Regions from separate parts of the Mus musculus genome. Here region 2 is linked to region 1. The links are chromatin contacts, called in public Hi-C maps. All regions are on one chromosome and are shown on one strand. The core of a region is the stretch at or near the end of the contact, and the rest is flanking DNA. Distances in the headings are between cores, read along the strand shown. Region 1 has its middle 300 kb from the start of Mir3961. Region 2 has its middle 210 kb from the start of Gm33073.

Region 1 (5,229 bases), core at 2,624-5,123:
TCTTTTAAAATAAAATAAAATAACAAATGGTTATTCATTTCATTTCAAATACTTCCTGCGGTCTTAGGACTCATCCTGCAGACAGCTATACTACCATGGCGTCCTTGCCATTAGGGAAATTATCCTTTGTTCTGTTGGAAAAGTTTTACATTTGCCACTGGCACTTATCAAAATGGTGTTGAAATGATATAAAAACAGCCTTGGTAAGATTTTAAAATATCCATTGGATCTATTTCACATCTGGAAGGGCTAAATTGAGGCAATCTTTACAGGAAAATTAAATCACCAAAAATAATATGATAATAAAGCATTGCAACACATTGCAGCTCTATATCAATGATGCTAAGCTAATGTGAGGAGTGCAGAAGTCTCAGCTCTGTAACCATTCAGGATGAAATAAATAAAAACTTATGACAGAACAAATTAAGGAATGAACAATTTAATACCATAATTAGTAGTGAGAAATGTAAAAATTAGTAATTATTGAAGAAACCATATGTTTACTGTATTAACTGTAGCTATTAAAACTATATTATATTATTTTGTCAGGTTATGTAATGAGCAAGATTTTTCCAGAGCTTAAGCTACTTCCTGAGAGGGAGGAAGATTAAGTTTGAGAGCAGCCTCATTATTTAGGCCATAGTTTACTGTACATTAATTCTATATTATTTTTTGCACATTGGGAGGTCTGATTCAATTGTAAAAATAGGATTTTAAAAGTGCTTGATGAGGTGTCCAAAACCAATATTTAGCAACTGGAAATTTAAGGTCAGTAAATAAATCTACAGTTATTTGTAGCATAAACAAGCAGGATTTCAGGAGGTAAAATTTGCAAGATTTGGGTTATACTGATAGGTTCTGAGGCTTTCTAACTGCCATGCTCAGAGATCCCCACAAAACTTCATAAGAATTCCCAGATTAATAGTGTATGGTGGATGAAGCAATCTAATTCATGATCTAGGAATTATAGAAAAATCAGGGATACTGGGCCTCTTAAAATAGCCACATAGAAGCGTGTATTAATAAATCACAATATGTTAAATACCGCCATAGTAGTAGGAATGTGCTAATCTATCTTTTTATATGTGTCTAAGAGCCTTATATTCTCTTAAGGAATATATTAATATATACCTATAGACTAGAATGTGTATGAATATGAATGAATAGACAATAACATAAATGAAAGAATTATATAAAAGAATGTCCAGTTACTTTTCTATTGCTGTGATAAGACACCATGACAAGACAAGTTCTTAAAGAAAGACTTTCTCTGTGTCTTTCGGTTCTGAAGGTAAGTCCATGACTCACTGTGAAAAGCATAAGAGCAGGCAGGCTTTCATAGCACTGGAACAGTGGCTAAAAGCCTTTGCCTTGAATCAGAAACATGAAGAAGAGCGCTAACTGTGAATGATACAGGCTTCTCAAATCTCTAAATCAGTCCCTCAGTAACATACCTACTACCAGGTCACCCCTCCTAATCCCTCCTACACAGTTCCGCCATGGAGGGATCAAATATTCAAACTAGGAGCCTATAGGAGCCATCCTACTTCAGATCACCACAGGGAATAAAAACTTTGGGAGCAGAGAATTGTCTTTGAAAATTCAGCAAAACCCTCTCAGAGGAGGTCAGATTAGCATCACCTGAAAGAAGGAGCAGTCTTCAGAACTTTGTGGGAAAGAGCATCCAAGAGGGAATCTAAAAACTTAGGGAGGAAGGAAGATAGGTTTCACACAAGCATTCTCTGATTTCTCTAAAATACAACCAGAAAATTTTGACTGAGATGGAACATAAAAGAAACATTCAATTCAATTAGTTTTCAGACAATAATATTAAGCTTAATGAGTGTGTATGTTTGTGTGTGTGCGTGTGTGTGTGCATGTGTGTGCGTGTGTGTGTGTGTGTGTGTGTGTGTGTGTGTGTGTGTACATGCACACACTCGCGCAGCATGTATATATGTGTGCAATTCTCACCGATATCCTATCTGAAGCATTATCAACAAAGCAAAGTAGGGTGTCTTAACCTATCATTCGAACACTTGGGATACAGAGAAGGAAGACATGTCAGAAGTTCAAGGCCATCCTCAGTTACACACTCAGTATTTCAAGTCAGCCTGGATTACATGAGGTCCTACTTCAGAACAAATCAAACCTTCCCACTTTTTAAAATCATAACTCTAACAAGGCAAGCCATGTTCTTTACAACTGATCATTAAGTTACAACTGGTCTATTGAGATTAAGAACAGATTTGATTTTTAGCAGTGTCATGTAAACTTCATGAAACAATGTTCACTTTGAGTTTTTGTTATCTTTCACTTAGTACATTTCTCTGGTTATTATATTCTGTTCCCATGTGAGTCGTTTGTTACTCTTTTCTGCTGATCTATGCTCCATTGGATATAGTTAGCCCACTTTCTGTATTCATACACTAACTGACAGACATTGCATTGCTTTCCCCTTAGGTCTCCTCAAGATAATGATTTTATAAGCATAAGAAGTAAGCATTTATAGGGACATAGATTTTAAGTAAATACTTAAGACTGAAGACATTTGGTTAGTCACATATTTCCTATGACTAATAATTTTAAATTCTCTACAGTTTGAATCATATAGCTTTAATTTTTTGGTCAGAGATCAATCCCACTGAATAATTGTAGCTAGAAAGACTGCTGGCATTTTTGGTGAAATTTGTATGGTTACATATTCAATTCCAGCCTGACACTATAACTTAACCAGATCCTCAATAGGAAGGCAGCATCTTTTAATATTTGTTTGATGGTGAGAACAAAGTAGTTATCTTGTAGGAGGCTCATGTGAACAGTACCTAATAATACACTCATAGTATTGACACAAAACCTGTCATAGAAAATGTTTATTCTTATTCATTGAACTGAGGGTTCTAAAGGTCTATTGAATTTACATATTTACCTTTAACAAGTACATTTCTCTGTTTTTAGATCTCAATCATGAAACTTCCTTTCCACCAAGAAATGCTTCTGCAATGCTGGATCTTTTCTAACTGTCCATCATCTAAGTCTGAGATATGAACTTTGTAGTGATACTTTTAGATCTCAGAAATCTGGAAGGTAAATAGAATGCTAAAGGAAGGCCAATAGCAAAGGAAGGCAAAGATGATGAGGACAACGTGCAATGACTTTATATATGAGGCAGAAACATGCACAACGCATGAAGAAAAGAAACTAAAAATATCTGTGTTGTTATAAAAGAAAGCAGAGCCAAAGCAATTTGTCTGTGCTTCTTTCCCATCTGTGTGGCTCCTTCACTTACACAGCCAACGTGGATGAATCTGATTTGCTTTCCTGCTATAAAAGTTGTGGCTTAGCTACGAGCTATTCTGCAATGACTAGATAAAGACATCTTTACGTAAATACTGTATATATCTCAATTTAACACATATGCTTTGTACGTGTGACTTTGTACACACACCCTGTCTTTCTATCTTCAGGTAATATGTGAGTTCCTGAAAAATACCTGAAGGAGAATGTTTTTTAGAGCTCAGGAAATTATGCTATGTTTTGTGTGTGTGTGTGTGTGTGTGTGTGTGTGTGTGTGTGCGCGCGCACGCGTGCCGTCAGAAAAGAAATATATGTACTATGGTCATTGTCATTAAATAAGAAAAAAGAAGTTAAAATGACTTGATTTTTTCCAGTGTTGCTAGGTGCAATCAGGAAGAGAGGTGGTTCCCCTCATGTTCAGATAGCCTTTCTCTCAGACTAGTGTTTCAACCAGATGACCACTCTTGCTGTAAACATTTGCCCTGGCTGGATTTTCCTATTCTGGATGATTGTCTGCCTGGCAACAAGAAGACAGAAGCACAAAGCCAAAATATCCTTATGTGGGCATAGCTGCCTCTCATGGCAGAGCCAATTTGGATCCTATCCATTGGCAGGGATGTCCCAGAAGCAGCCAATTTTAGTTCAGTCTCTTTTAAACTATGGATTGTAAACAAACAGTAGGATTTTCCACAGTGGAAGGGAGATTAGTGAGAAGAGATGGAGTAACTAAAGCTAGCCACTAGTTCACCAGAAGAATGGGGGATTGACAATCAGCTAGAAACTCCAGCTACTCTAGAATACGATAGTGCTTTAAGTTCACAAACTTATGTAGTCATTTCTTTCCTTTTCTTTCCTATTCTCTGAATTTTCATACACCCCCTTTTCTTGGCTGTTAATGTGAAGCAGAAGGTCAAAACTAGAGAACTTCAATGGTCTCATGCTGAGTTGTAAGTAAGTGATAGACTCACATTGACTGGTTTTCAGATAATTCATGTCTTCATGAATCTCACAAATAGTTTTTCTAGACTATCTTGAAGAAACATCGATGGTTAGATTCAATACAGTCTAAGGAAGTTTGAGTCACATTCTCTATATGGATCCTGCCTTCTGGAATCAAGCTCAACATGTCACATGTTGCAATGCAAGCAGTGTCAGAAGACCAAGAATTTGTCCATGTGGTCCAGGGAGGACAGAGAGGCCCTTTTCCTACCTGACTGTAGGATTAAAGCAATATCCTTGAATTCAGTGGCTCCTGGCTTCATCTTAGACAAACAAGAATAACAATAATGTTTACTTATGATATCTCTTATATAGTATAAGAACTACAAACTTCCAATACTCAATACAAAAGCAATTGCGAGTTATATCATTAATTCATTATTATGATATCAAAGTAAATATTACATTACTGATAACTGAGTCACAATAGCATTGTCAGCAAAACAATTTGGCTTAGTAATTGCATAGTGAACTAGGGTTTCTTTCTTTTTACATCTTCTTCAATAATTGTGAGATTTCTTGATCATATAGATATAATGACTAGGGTGACTAGGGTACAGCAGTTTCTCAAAGTAGTTTTAATTTAAATTACTCCATGACTAATGATATTGAGAATCTTTAAAAATGGTTACTAGCCCTTTGTGCTTCTTATTTTGAAAAATGTCTATTCAATTGATTTGTCCATTTGTTGACTGGCAGCTTTGTTTACATAATACCTAAATTCTGTAACTTACACTCAGATGTCAGAAGGAGGCCAATCTTTGTGAATTTAAGCCCAGGATCATCTACAACATAACTTCCAGGCCAGTCAGAGCTGTTTGAAACCATGTCTCAAAAAATAAAGGGGAAAAAAAAACTTTAATGTACCTTGTATTGTCAGTTACAAGTAAAATAACCACATTTGAGCTACTCCTAATTTTTTATATGATATGAGTT
Region 2 (5,213 bases), core at 740-3,239, 520 kb before region 1:
ACAAATCTCTAATCCTTCTCCACCTTCCAGAGTTTAAGGATTGAAGTAATATTTTCAACAGTCAGTGCAACTTTGTAGTTTCAGATAGTTTCTGTGGTCAATTTGTTCTAGATGGACGGTCTGAGGAAACTGAGGAACCTGGCAAGCAGAAGAGGGCCAGAGCCTCAAAATACCAAAGCAGAATAAAGAAGCATCTTTTATGTTTTGAACAAGATTTTCTTCACTGTTTAGTCTAGGCTCAAGGTTCATTCTTATCTGTCCTCTGCAAACTTAGAAACACTCTTAAAAACATCTTCAACCGTATATTTTCTGAGAGTTCTTGGAACATCAATTGTATGTTGGCTTTCTTTTGATGTAAAGCATAGTGCGCTGAATTCCTTTTATGTTCTTGGGCTCACATTACAAAACTTGCCATAATAGACAATAATGTGGAAAAATAGATCACTTAGATGATTTCTAAGGAACCCTACCCTTTCGGGGACACTAAGCTGTAGGCTCATGAGGAAGACGGAACAAGAACCTTGTGTGTATCCAAGGACAAAGCCTCATAGGAGTCTGTGAAAATCGCATTCCTTGAACCTGTCATTTCAAGGCAAGCATGTCTAATATGTGAGACCAAGTCTCAGAAAGTGCTAAGAATAAAAAATATTAAAAGTGCCAGAATATGCATACATGTACCAGGATCCTATGAAGAGATACCTGAGACAATAGAATAAAAACCACCTTTCTCTTAACATAAACAGGGTCTGACCTACAAAGAATGTTTGTGTCAAAATAAGCTCAAAATAATAAGCTCAAAAGATCCCAAGATCTGTTCCTAGGTCCCTACCCCAATTTTGATTGCATAAGTAAATTCATAATGCATGACTCATGACAGGGCCATCTTTATTTCAACAAGTATGTGAATAATGTGAAGACCGTCACAACCATCACACTCAAAAAGAGGGGAACACAGCCCTATCAGCTTCATTTTAAGGTTTTCCTCTATAGAGTGAGAAGTACTGTGTGTGTGTGTGTGTGTGTGTGTGTGTATGTGTGTGTGTGTGTGGTGTGTATGTGGGTTCTGTGTGTGTGTCTATGTGCACTTGTGTGTGTGTGTGTATGTGTGTTGTCTATGTGTGTGTGTGTGTGTGTGTGCATGTGCATACATGTGTGTATATGCTCAGATGTATGTTGAGACTAGAACAAATTTAAATTTCCCTAAAATATTGCACTAAAAGAATGTCAGTAAACTTGCATGCATATTTAGAATGAAAGCACACCTATAGACTATATTCTGTCAACCATTTATTACCCAGTTTGAAATTTGACTGGATTTTGTCATTCAGCATGAACCCAAAGTACCTTAACTTTGCAGTTACTAATTTAGTCCTAATTATAATTATGACTGGAGTATCTAAAATATTGATTTTCCTAAGAAAAAGATTTTTGAGAAATAAATCTGAAATATTTTATCTTATACTATGATCGTGGTACATAAAATAGCAATTAGTCAACATATTTATAATTACTCTAATGAGAAATGCCTTTAACTTTGGAGGCCATGGATTAAACACAAGTAATTATTGCGTAAAGAATAAGCAGAAGAAGTAAAGAATATAGTCATAACCACCACATTTTCAGTAAAATTTAAGTTTAAATATCTGGGTTTATTCAGCAGTGAATGATACAACTTGCTGGTGGTTATGTGAGTTGACTAGATCTAGAAATCCTAAGGACTAATGTTTTTCTTTAAAATGTTATTAGTTTTCCAATTACCTGGGTTGAGGGGCCAGATGTCCCAAATTACAATTCATAGTAGAAACACAATGTCAGAGCTTCCTTACTCTGCATAACTGTCCCCTTTTAAATTGTTGTATTACATTTCTGCTAATAAAAGCCTTTCTAGGGATTCTATATTGCTTTTTCCCCTTGCAAGGCACATTCACATCCTTCAATGAGAGCTGCTATTATCAGAGCAATGTAACTCTTACTATTTATTTATCACAACAGCCTCGTGACTGCTTACCCAGGCGAGCACTAGAAATATCTAGCTCATTACCACTACATAAAATAGCATGGGGTATTTTCAGAATGAAAACGTTCACCGGATGACGAATTCTAAAGCTGTTCATGTCCCTGTTTCTGAAGGAAGCGATTGCGCTTTGATACTGGCAACTTGAACAATCATTGAGGAAATTTTTGATTCTTAGTGGAACACTGCCAGCCTGAATCACATCAAATACCTGCTAGTCGTTTACTTTTTCTTTCTTTCTTTCTTTCTTTCTTTCTTTCTTTCTTTCTTTCTTTCTTTCTTTCTTTCTTTCTTTCTTTCTTTCTTTAATCTGAGAACCCATGAATGTTCTTACACCAACTGATCAAAGAACATTGACCCAAATGGAGTCAGAGACTGAAAATGCCTCAACTAGGAAGTTGATCCTGGTTGCTATTTAAATCCGTTGCTTAAGTGTCCTCGGCATCCATGCTGCATTCTTTACTTGGTTCAGGGGGCAGACATTTGGGTCAAAATATCCCTAAGCATTTGTTTGCTAATGTGGACTTTAAAATGTTTACAAACAGCTGTTACAATAACCCAAATACCCGAAGCAAAATATAACATATTCAAGGATCAGACTGTTAATGACAAACATTTGTTCCAACAGCACCTAGTGGCTCAGGGTAATAAGACCCATGATGATAATGGCATTTGTCACATGTGGGCAGCTGTAGTCATGAGTGGAAGTGACTACCCTCTTACATGCCCACTTACCACTTTGAAACCAAACCTCATTGTAGTAACAATGCCGATGTCAATCCAAGAACAGTTTTAGATAAATTAGAAGCTCTGAGTTTCTAACAGAGAGGGAGAAATAGCACAGCAAATAAACTGAATAGATTTTGCTCAGTATTACTTACATGTTAGGACTCTAGGCTATTCACTATAATCAAACAACAGCAATAACAACAACAACAAAAACCTCGCTGTTTACAAGTCTAATCACTTCTAGTTGCTGTTTTTGTGCAGACGCTCTTCCGGAAATTGGTCTCTGAAAGAAGAGGGTTGTATTTTTGGTTTTGTTTTCTTGTTTACTTGTTTCCTTGCTTGAAGTCACCTGAAGTGAGCTTTGAAGGGTAAGATATTTGTCGGTTCGGGCTTGTTAATATAGTTATCTTAGAAATCAGTAGGATGAAAAGGCCAACAAGGAAAGAGACAATAAACCCAAAAGATGCCCCACCATTCCACAGGGGCACTTGTTCCACTATATTCACAGTAGCCTTATTTGTGATAGCCAGAAGATGGAAACAACCTATCTGTCCCAAGACAGAAGAATGGATACAGAAAATGTGGTTCATTTACACAATGCAATACTACTCATATTGTCCAACTGCATTTCCCCTCTTCCTCGTTATAGTAACTCCATTCCAAGGACTCATTTCTTGCTGCTAATGAAATATAAGGACAGGTGTAACTATCATGTTCACTTTAAGTGTCAAAGCATCCAGTAACAAGAACTCCAGCTTGACGAGTAGAGATGTGTCATAGAGTTTCCAGGTGTTTACAGAGAACATGAAATATAACAAGAAAATATTCTTAGCTAAAGTCATCTACTGTAATTTTGAGCAAATTCTCAGTGCTTTTCTCTCAAATTGTTTTCTTGAATGAAAAGCCAACATTTATAGTTTCACAAATGTGTATTAATGTGCATTAATGTTTGAATTACCTGGCATACCTTGTCATCACATGCTTAAAAATGACTCTAATCACCTAGAGATGGATATTTATTGATTTTATTATTCTTGCCAATGACATAATTATATCTGTTCATACTTTTTTTCAGAATCAACTACAATATAATACCACACTTACAGACTTGTTTAGGAGACAAACATAGTGTCTACTGGGATGACCCAAAAAGAGACAAAATACATTTTTAATACCACTCATCAGTTGTAAATCCTTTTTATTTTTTTCAACCAGAAAGGTAGAGAAAGGAAATGTTAAACTTTCATGCATCATTTAGGTTTAGTACAGTTTTTCAAAGCTGACATTTTCTTGTTTCAGAATGTAATCTTTATGTAAAAATGGTTCTGTATGAGAGTTACAAATCAATTATGTCCTGATCATGTGGACCAATACAGAGTATATCTATAAGAAATTAAAAGACACAATTCGTGTTAATTCATTAGGATTAAAATGATTGTGTAAAGGAAATTAACATTACTATGAGTTTTAAAAGATAATTTGCAATTTAATTTTAGATTATGTATTCTTTATTTATTTCATACCATGGTAAACAAATTGTCAATTTAAAATAGTTTAAATTTACTTTTCACAGTCAAATACTGAGGGAGATAACAATTTCTTTATACACAACAAAAGTTTACTTATTACCTAAGCTTGCACCCTTACAATTTGTTTCACTGTAAAACTATTAACATTTTATTTGAATGTAACATAGTCCACATTCATATTTTTCTTCTCCATGAATCTGGAGATAGCTTAAAGGCAATCAGTTGTTTGCTGTAGATATGACAACTTCTTAGGGCTTGTGATGGTTCTGTGTCTGAATAGGGGGATTTTTTAAAAGAAAACTCCCTCACCAGAGTTACCCGCATGTGTTTTTTAAACATGAAAATTCTCTTTCTATTATTCAGAGGTTTTATTAAGAAATCTGTTGACTTCAGCACTAAAAATATCTCAGATCCATTCTGACTGTTTCACAAATTGCATGAGGATTCATTTTACTGGTGCTTAAATTGCTCATGTGCTTCTAGTGAATCCAAGTAGAAATAGAAGACTGTATTTTCTGCATATACTCTATGCATATACTCTGCATATACTCTACGGATGAGACCTCTGTGGCATTTTGCATATATTACCATGTTTATCATTAATAACCATTAGGCAATCTAACAATTACTTTCCTTAAATTACAAAGAAGGAAACTGAGGCTCATGAAAGTGAGTGATGCCACCAAGAAAGACATGGAAGAAGGTTTACTGTTTGTGTGTATTTAGCATCAGCCTATCTGTCACTCCATTATTGCGCTGCTTCCCAGTGAGTTATTTAAAAGTGATTGCTTAGTTACTTTCCTCCTAAGGGATTAGCGTACAATACTGAAAAACCCATATCTGGATTAGATTCTTTATTCCTTTAAAATTATCAGGAATTTTATATGGTCAACTAAAAAGAATTACTGAGAAAGAAATCATCACTGAGAGAAACGTATATG

The links. A called contact is a pair of places that touch in the nucleus more often than the background predicts.
Region 2: a Hi-C map of cortical neurons shows a contact between it and region 1, with 2.2 times the contacts expected there. The contact joins two enhancer-like sites. A contact is called at or near these places in 2 of 484 Hi-C or Micro-C datasets (cerebral cortex and cortical neurons).

Annotation. Positions count from the first base shown.
Region 1 is chr13:82,391,760-82,396,988 of GRCm38.p6, reverse strand. No RefSeq gene overlaps it. Among named protein-coding and RNA genes, the nearest start is that of Mir3961, 300 kb to the left of the region's middle. Within about 2 kb of position 3,873, at least 8 of the 459 cell types and tissues checked have an H3K27ac peak or open chromatin away from gene starts, as enhancers often do. A contact at or near this core is called in cortical neurons, where this site is marked.
Region 2 is chr13:82,909,912-82,915,124 of GRCm38.p6, reverse strand. No RefSeq gene overlaps it. Among named protein-coding and RNA genes, the nearest start is that of Gm33073, 210 kb to the left of the region's middle. Within about 2 kb of position 1,989, at least 7 of the 459 cell types and tissues checked have an H3K27ac peak or open chromatin away from gene starts, as enhancers often do. A contact at or near this core is called in cortical neurons, where this site is marked.